Regions from separate parts of the Mus musculus genome. Here region 2 is linked to region 1. Evidence: chromatin contacts called from public Hi-C data. All regions are on one chromosome and are shown on one strand. The core of a region is the stretch at or near the end of the contact, and the rest is flanking DNA. Distances in the headings are between cores, read along the strand shown. Region 1 holds the start of Ndufa4 (Ndufa4, mitochondrial complex associated). Region 2 has its middle 92 kb from the start of Gm35961.

What was found. A called contact is a pair of places that touch in the nucleus more often than the background predicts.
Region 2: a Hi-C map of cortical neurons shows a contact between it and region 1, with 3 times the contacts expected there. The contact joins the enhancer-like site here to the promoter of Ndufa4 in region 1. A contact is called at or near these places in 4 of 39 promoter capture datasets (cranial neural crest, embryonic stem cells, frontonasal cranial neural crest and 1 more), 3 of 484 Hi-C or Micro-C datasets (Sertoli cells and cortical neurons) and 8 of 115 datasets of contacts at active chromatin or transcription factors (astrocytes, embryonic stem cells, epiblast stem cells and 1 more).

What each region holds. Positions count from the first base shown.
Region 1 is chr6:11,905,989-11,909,831 of GRCm38.p6, reverse strand. It overlaps Ndufa4 (Ndufa4, mitochondrial complex associated), which reads left to right and starts at 2,382. Exons shown (of 4, transcript NM_010886.3): 1 at 2,382-2,508; 2 at 3,724-3,812. The coding sequence starts at 2,467. It also overlaps a transcript of Phf14 not described here.
Region 2 is chr6:12,257,808-12,262,254 of GRCm38.p6, reverse strand. No RefSeq gene overlaps it. Among named protein-coding and RNA genes, the nearest start is that of Gm35961, 92 kb to the right of the region's middle. Within about 2 kb of position 1,819, at least 22 of the 459 cell types and tissues checked have an H3K27ac peak or open chromatin away from gene starts, as enhancers often do. A contact at or near this core is called in cortical neurons, where this site is marked.

The DNA of each region.
Region 1 (3,843 bases), core at 1,133-3,632:
ACTTTTTATTACCAATATTTATCATTCCAAATAAAATTTTCAGCAAAGGTCCTCCTGTCATGAAATTCTGTTACTAGCAGCCTCGCTGTACTCACTACCATTACTTCTCCTGTTTACATCTGAGTACTTTCTGTACTGATTTTTAATATAAGCATACTCATTACCATAGTATATAAAGGATTACCAAAATTGTTACTCTCTCGGTGATCTCCTTTTTCTCTCCTCCATTGCTATGTCTGGACCAGTCACTCATGCCTCTTGCTGTTTGTTATCATACCTTGGTAATTTCTTCTTTTCGTCTAGTTTTCAACTCAGATGATATCCCCAGGGGCATCTTTCCTTGCCCACTCTAGCTAAAGTAATCTTTCCTCTGCCTCTCCCATGTCACTTTTCACTGTTATTTATTTTAGTGGCACATCTATAGTTATATAAAGTTATCTGTTTATTTCCTGCTCTTCTTAGTCAACATGGTACGTATTTTTTTTTCCCCTCAATACTAAATCCCTAGAAGCTGAATGTTGTTCATGGAGGTGTATGTCTGCAATGCCAACTCTTGGAAGGCTGAGGCAGGAGGATCTTGAGTCAGAGGCCTGCCAAACCAAAAGCAAAAGCAACAAGATATGGTACAGAGTAGGTACTTAGCAAAAGTTTTCTGAGAGAGAGAGAGGGAGAGAGAGAGAGAGAGAGAGAGAGAGAGAGAAAACAAACCATGCCAGCCTTTATATGCATAACCTTCAGTTTATCATCCATGGCCCCCTCCTTGTTTTATTCAAACAAACATACTTGAATTGCTCAGTTTGATCCTGAGTCTTTTCTCACTCTATGTCCTACTGAGGAGACAGAGTGAGGAAAGTAAAGTGACTTGACTTTAGCAGTCATACAGCTCATTTCCTAAGAAACAAAACCACTCCATCTATTGTCTACTCTAGATATTCTAGAGTATTCTGCTCTCGAGAAATACCGTGGGTTTTGCATACACACTCATCCATTATTTCAGTAATTGGCATGGATATGTTCACAGCTGCTCACCACTAAAGTTCTGATTTACTCTTTTTTTTTTATTCTTTTTCACTCATTCACCCATAACCATCCAACTATCAAGTTCTGTTGATACCACAAAATTTTCTCTGATATTTTTGGTGATTTTTTTTCCCCAATCAGTACATTCCTCCCCACCCCCAGGACAACTAAAAATTCTCTCACATGGACAACTACAATAGCCCTTTTATCTACTCCATTCTTCATAGCCAAAGGAATTCTTTTCAACCATATAATCTTATTGGTGAACTTCTGAAAGTCCTGAACATAAAGTCCTTGCATAAGTGGTCCCTGCCTCGGATGTGGCTCCTACTTTGCCTTCCCTTTTAAATGGTAGACTGTGTGCTTCATGCCTTCATGTGAATTGTCTTCCTTATACACCGCCACCTGAAGCCTGTACTGGGCTAATGCTACCTGTTCAGTTTAGCAGTTTCGGCGAAACCCTCTCCTTATTATTTGAAACGTTTTAACATGTGTAGGGAGTCCAAATTGTTGGCTGTGATTCGAAAGTGCCCATTAAACCTGCCCCAAGGAAGAACTTTTGGGTAAAAGTAAATTTGCAAAGAGATAAATGAACATTGACTTAGGATGGTAGAAAAGGTTAAGTTCAGCAACACGGCCAATGAAGATACTTTTAAGGATTCAATATCTGGACCAAAAAGAGATGGTGGCATGTTGCAAAACTTCTTTGGGGGGCGACAACTCTTCAATAGTGCCACGACCTAAGAATCTAGAAATCACATTGTAGAAACTATGGCCAGCTTTAAGTCACTTACTAGTGTTTCAACTTCTGTCCCTAAGCGCCAGTGAAAGTCAGGAAGCAGCTGCAGTCTTAAACCGCAGCCGTTGACCCCGGCGGCTGGAGACTCGACCTGTCCTGCGGGATCTGGGCGCTGAGCCTGCAGAGGCGCCTGGCAGCTCCCTCCGGGGCCCTCCGGGCGGCGCGGCGCGCGCCCCACACGCGCGCCCCCAAGCGCGTCCACGCGCGGCCCTGGCCGGGAGGCGCCGCTAAGGAAGCCGCGCCCGCCGAGCGCACTGCCAGCGGACCGCCGGATGACCCTGGTCTATACGCATGCCGTCCTGAAAAGTGCCTGTCTCACCAGTCGAGACGCTCTGCCTGCTATGCAAAAAATAAAAAAATAAACCTATCAAAAAGATGCATGGTGGAGAACTGATGGATCATGAACTCAAAAATGCGAAGAAGTGGTCGGGACATTTAGGGCAATCGCGCGAGGGCTGACTACCTATTCAGGCACCTTAGAGGACAGCCGCATCCGGGCTTTCCTGCTGCAGGCTGCCCTCAGCGCCAGGGGTCCTTCAGGTAGGAGGTCCTGGGTGACTTTGGACGTCCGCTCAGCCAGGTTGCAGAAGCGGCTTAGCGTGTGTCCTAATCTTCTCTCTGCGTGTAGGTAGGCCTGTGCCGCAAACATGCTCCGCCAGATCCTCGGGCAAGCCAAGAAGCATCCCAGCGTAAGTTCACGGTCTTTGCCAGGGTGGCCTCTTAGCTGTGGTTGCTCCTGCCCGTGTCCCCTGGGGACGTTCTCTTTTCTCTGTTCCTTGGGGTTACATTCTGTTGTTGGGATGACCTGATTGCTTGAAGCCTCTACCTGGGGTGGAGGTGAGGTTGCCTGAAGCAGAAGGTGGCAGAGATCAGGGAGAAAGGTAAACATTCTGAGTGTTGGAACACTGTGGCTCTCAGATTACTTGGTCCCAAGAGGGGTGAGTGGTACGTTGAGTGATTAGAATCCAAGAGAGGCCAAGTTTGTTATGCTGCTCTTTGCGGCTTTTAGAGTCACTGCATTGCACCACCAAACCTTCAGAAGTGCAAGGGATCGTCATCGTGTAATCCCCACTTTGCTTGGAAAACTTGACACTGGCAAAATTGATTTAAGTTTTCTTGACCTGTCACTTTCGTCCAGTATAGCTCGATAGAGGATGCTGTGTACCTAAAACTCCCACTGATGGGCCTTCATCTTTGCCTTAAGCCTGGTTTTCTAAATACTCAGCAAAATTAACTGCAGTCTGTTTTCAGAGTTCATTCCTAAAACTAGTGCTTTTAATAGGCATTTCTGTCCGCTAGTTATGCTCTTTATTTCACAGAGATTATGTTCACAGAACTTTTGGTTTTTCGAGACAGGGTTTCTCTGTATAGCCCTGGCTGTCCTGGAACTCATTCTGTGGACCAGGCTGGCCTCAAACTCAGAAATCTGCCTGCCTCTGCTTCCCAGTTGCTGGATCAAAGGTGTACGCCACATTGCCTGGCTCACAGAACTTTTAAGGGCCACTTTTCAGTAGTTCCCGAAGAGATTCCGCTCCCAGCCTACCAGGGAAGTATATCTCGTTACTTCCAGGGAAGCAATGAAATTTAATGGGAATGCTGTTCAAGACTTACAGAGGTGAATGTACTTGATAGGATTATTTGTTCATATAATTTAATCCATGTAAGGAAGTTGGACTCTTAAGCCAACACCATCCTGATGTCTTTTTACAGAGATCATGCCTTTAGAATACAATTGAAAGAAACACTGCTTCAATCCAAGTTCAACCGTTATTCCCATTGTAGGACAAATTAGCCAAATAGCAGATTTAGAGGTTGGCTTATATAGAAAGGAACCAGTGTGCCCTTATTTGGACAAGATCAAGGGATGTGATGATGGCTACTCTTCTTTGTCTATTTGTTTCTAGTTGATTCCTCTCTTCGTATTTATTGGAGCAGGGGGTACTGGAGCAGCACTGTATGTGATGCGCTTGGCACTGTTTAATCCAGATGTCAGGTGAGTGTAAATGCTTTAATATTTGGATGGC
Region 2 (4,447 bases), core at 570-3,069, 350 kb before region 1:
AGACATTGTCGCTGAAAATAAGTATTCTCTTTGCCATCCAAATTATCGATTAATGTTATATTCAATGTGAACCTGAATGTTTACTCCTCAAGAATTTCTCTTTATTGCATTTTTAGGTTTACCTAAAATAAGCCACTGTGAAATAAATGTGTGCTATGATACTTAGGCACTTGAGCAGAGGAATCCATATAGCAGATGTACCAGTAGGAGGAGCAAACACTGAATTATAAAGATTGATGCAGAAAATATGTTTGCAGGAGACAGAGTCTCTCTCTCTCTCTCTCTCTCTCTCTCTCTCTCTCTCTCTCATTGTTTTTCATGACAAAGTTTCTCTGTATAGTTCTGGCTATCCTCAAATTCAATCTGTAACCCAGGCTGGCCTTGAACTAGGATATCTGCTTGCATCTGCCTCCTGAAGGTTATGATTAAAGGAAAAATTAAAGGAAAAAAATTCTAACTCTCATAGCAACTAAATTTAAAGCCAACCAGAGTCATTTGTGTCCGTAATCTCAGTCCACAGGCAGGACTATGAATTCAAGGGTAGCCCAAGTTACTGGGTGAGACCCTTCCTCAAACAAACAAAACAAAACAAAACAAACAATCAAAAGACGGTAAAGGGCACAGTTTTTGAAGTGTTGCAAACATGAAACTAAAATACAATAGGTTGAAGCACAATATTCCCATTATGAGCAAAAGAGAAAAAAATCAGAATCTCCACAGGTATGACAAATTACCCAGCAGAAGCTGTAAGGGAACACACGTGGCAATTGTCAGAGAGAGAGAACACGCCTCACTTGAATAGCAAGAATCAGTGTGCCAAGGCTGAGACAGCGGCCACTGAGAAGGGAGGCAGCTGTGCGGAGGAAGGCAGGTTCTTATTTCCATTTCATTTTTCTGGGGTCTCTTTCACAGTTGGCTTCAATTGTGTCTTCAGTTTTTATTTATATTTACTCCAACTTCTGTACATGAATTACCATTTTTAAAAGCAGCAAACTCCTGAAATGTCTAGATTTCTCCACGTTATTTTACAGAGTAGGCTATAAACTCTGTCCACGTTATAATCCAATGCCAGGTAGAAGAAGAGGAAGACGCTGATGGAAGAGAATTAACATCTTTTGGGGGGAAACACGAATTCACGATATTGTGAACACAAAACAGACAAATATAATTGGTGTAGATTTAGCTCTCTGTATCAGAAGGTTGGTGGAGGGATTAAACACTGTGTCGATGCTAGCAGAATGCTCAGATACTTGTTCTGATTTAAAACAATCAAACAAACAAACAAACAGAAAAAAAAAAAAAAAAACCAATCAAAACCCAATCAGGTTTTGCTCAATCCACATAGCGCATGTCGGTACTATGGTTTGCCACCAGAGGGTAGCATATCCTCACTTTTGCTAAGTACACTGCTGGGGTTTGCTTCCATTTTAATTCTTGATTTCCTTTCTCTGTGTCTGTGTCTGTGTCTGTGTCTGTGTCTGTGTCTGTGTCTGTGTCTGTGTCTGTGTCTGTGTCTGTGTCTGTGTCTGTGTCTCTGTCTCTGTCTCTGTCTCTGTCTCTGTCTCTCTCTCTGTCTCTCTCTGTCTCTCTCTCTCCCTTTCTGTATCTCTCCCATCTGCTTCATGCTTACAGCTGCTAAGTACAAACACATCTCATTTGTTCTAGTAACAGTGACTTGAGATAATGCATTCCTCGCCTCTGTAGACATAGGTGACGTTTTATTGGACACACGGTGTCTTTTTGCAGGAACACTGTAGGGCACTTGGTGCTGTTAGAGATGAGGTAACTCACTCTCCACACGCTGCATGCATCTCCTTTTTATGGGACTGCTGCCCTTCAGACAATCACCGTCCTCTCTTCTGTGAGTTTACAATCACTGAGACTGATTGTGACGCTTACTAATCATATAAAAATGCAATGGACAAAACATTCAGATTTCTGCCTTTAATAAACATTTCTACTGTTTCTCCTGGAACTCGCTCTCAAACCAACTATTACTGTGAACATTTTGATCTTTCCTAAGTATCACAAAGAAACGAGGCTCTATGCTCCAGATGCAAATTGTGTTAAATGGAGGGTGTTAATAACACGAAGACTCAATTTTATTAATTTTTAAAATTTAATGCGCAAAAAAACCCAATACAACACTGCAGTGGATATATTCCCTGATTTGTTAGAAATTGTTTTCCTCCTACACATTGTGATTTAAAAGAGAAAAAGTCCTTTAAATTCCATAGGCTACCAGCACATTTTGTAATTTAAGTAATTATGACTTAATGGAACATCAAAGAACATACAAGGAAAAAATCCGCAGGCTTATTTCATCCTCATTAAGTATGAAACAGATTGGTCCTGTGGGGCTTCGCTTTTGTTTTAAATTCCCCGAAGCTTGGGCTGTTTCCCCCGAGCGAATTCTTTACCAATACATATCACCCTCAGCATCGAAGCCTTCCCATCACACCATTGGCATCCACTAAACGATAATAACCCAAGAACTCGGTGTGCAGAAAAGCAATCTAAAGGGCTGAAGAATGAATTACTTGTTCTACAGATAATTGTGTCTCTGCACAAAAGAAACAAGGAAAGGAGGGCTGCTCTCTCTTGATAACAAATAATAGAGGCCCTCCTTTATTTTCTCTCCTATGCGGGCTTCAGGAATGAAGATGGAAATTCCGCGCTCGGCACCCTGGTCCTTGTGCATTATGATTCTGTAAAAGTCCTGCCATTTAGGAAACCCGTCTCTATTTCCGTGGAGATGAAGCAGGAAGGTCAGGCTGAGCTTTAATCAAGGTATCTCCCCTGCTGGGAAAGCAGGATTCCCCTCCCCTCAGGTAGGGACCTTTAATTTAGCTGCTGTTTTTAAGGAATCCTGAAGTCACATCAGAGCCTGACAGTGGCTGCTGCTCACTTAATCCCTGAAGCCGAGAGAGGACACTGATGTTGTCATTGACAATTTACTCTTGCGGTATTTTCCTGCTAAACTGAGGAGGATTTTGTCACCGGTGCGCTCTCAAAAATACATGAAGGACTTGCCCTTATTAAGAGATGCCATGTCAGTTGAGTTCACATTTAGACGGTAACCCTAGCAACCAACAGCCCCCATCTCTCACAGGAAACAAGTAGAAGAAGAGAACTCTTAAGTCACTGTGTTCTGTGAATTAGGCAGAACTCAGCCTGGGGACAATGAATGGCGCTGTCACTCCACTGCATTCAAAGGCTGTCAACTCCTCGACATCTCATCCCTCACTCTGCCCTCCAGAATCCCCCACTGCTCAGAGCATCCCTACACTGCTGTGGCAATCTCTGCCCCTTTTGTTTCGTTCAGAGATAGTCCTTTTGCTCTTCCAGTATAGTCTGGTATTATACCATACATCAATGCTTTGAAGAGACCTAGGTGTCACGTAGTGAAAGCAAGTCACTAATGTGGAACTGGCCATGGCATCTGTTGGTACCACATATAGATATCATAATGTGCTCCACATTAAGTGATAATAGCTGATTGCTTCTTGCCTTGTGATAAGTCCGACAGTTCTTGGGCTACCGTGTTATACATACATGATAGGCACCCTCTCCTCAAAGACTTGGTACTTGGTGTGCCAGTGAAGTTTCTTCTGCAGGGCCAGAGACTCCCACATCCTACTATTGTGCTGGATGAGATGCACTTACAACAGACTCATCAAATTCAAAAGAATTGGAGGTTTCTGCCCTTGCGCATTAGACACATGAAATGGTTTACAATGGCATGGCCACTCCCTGGGAGAATACCTCATTGTTCCTGGCTGCCCTGTGCCCTTGTCAGGCCCCCCTCAACTGTGTTTCTTACTCCATCCTTTCTCGGGCTGGCTCTCTGCAGCCGGCTGCAGGCTTATTCATAGAATGGAGCCATTTCTAAACAGTTTGTGATTGATGAGTGAGAACCAGAAAGGTTTGCCCAGGGAGTGAAATCACCTAAGCAAATTCAAGGATGTTATCCAGGATTGAAGCCTTTCAAATGGGACAAGGTTGGCTAGTAGTTTGGTTCAGAGGTGGAGCATTTGCCTAGTGTTCGGGAGTGTTTGACCCACAGCACCACGAAGGGGGTGTGAGTGTGACTAAAATCTTCCTGATGCCCTCTTTGTCCCTCTTCTTAGTAGCCTCATTCCTAGCAAAATGTCTGCTGTCTGGCTAAGGTAGCTTGAACTGTAGATGGTTCAAGAGATAAAGCAATGGTGCTTCGGGAAACATTGAACAATTATCTCGATGTCACAAGCATTTCTTTCTCAACTTTTGGTTATAAATATGGCCTGCTCCCACGACAGGACAGCAAAGTCTCTTCACACTGCTGAAGTATGACACATCAGCAGAGTATCCTGGAAGCTCCACATCATGACCCAATAGGAATTTGTAGGGGATGTCACACAAAATAAAGGAACAATTAACTATCAGGGCAAAGCAGAGACAGAGACAG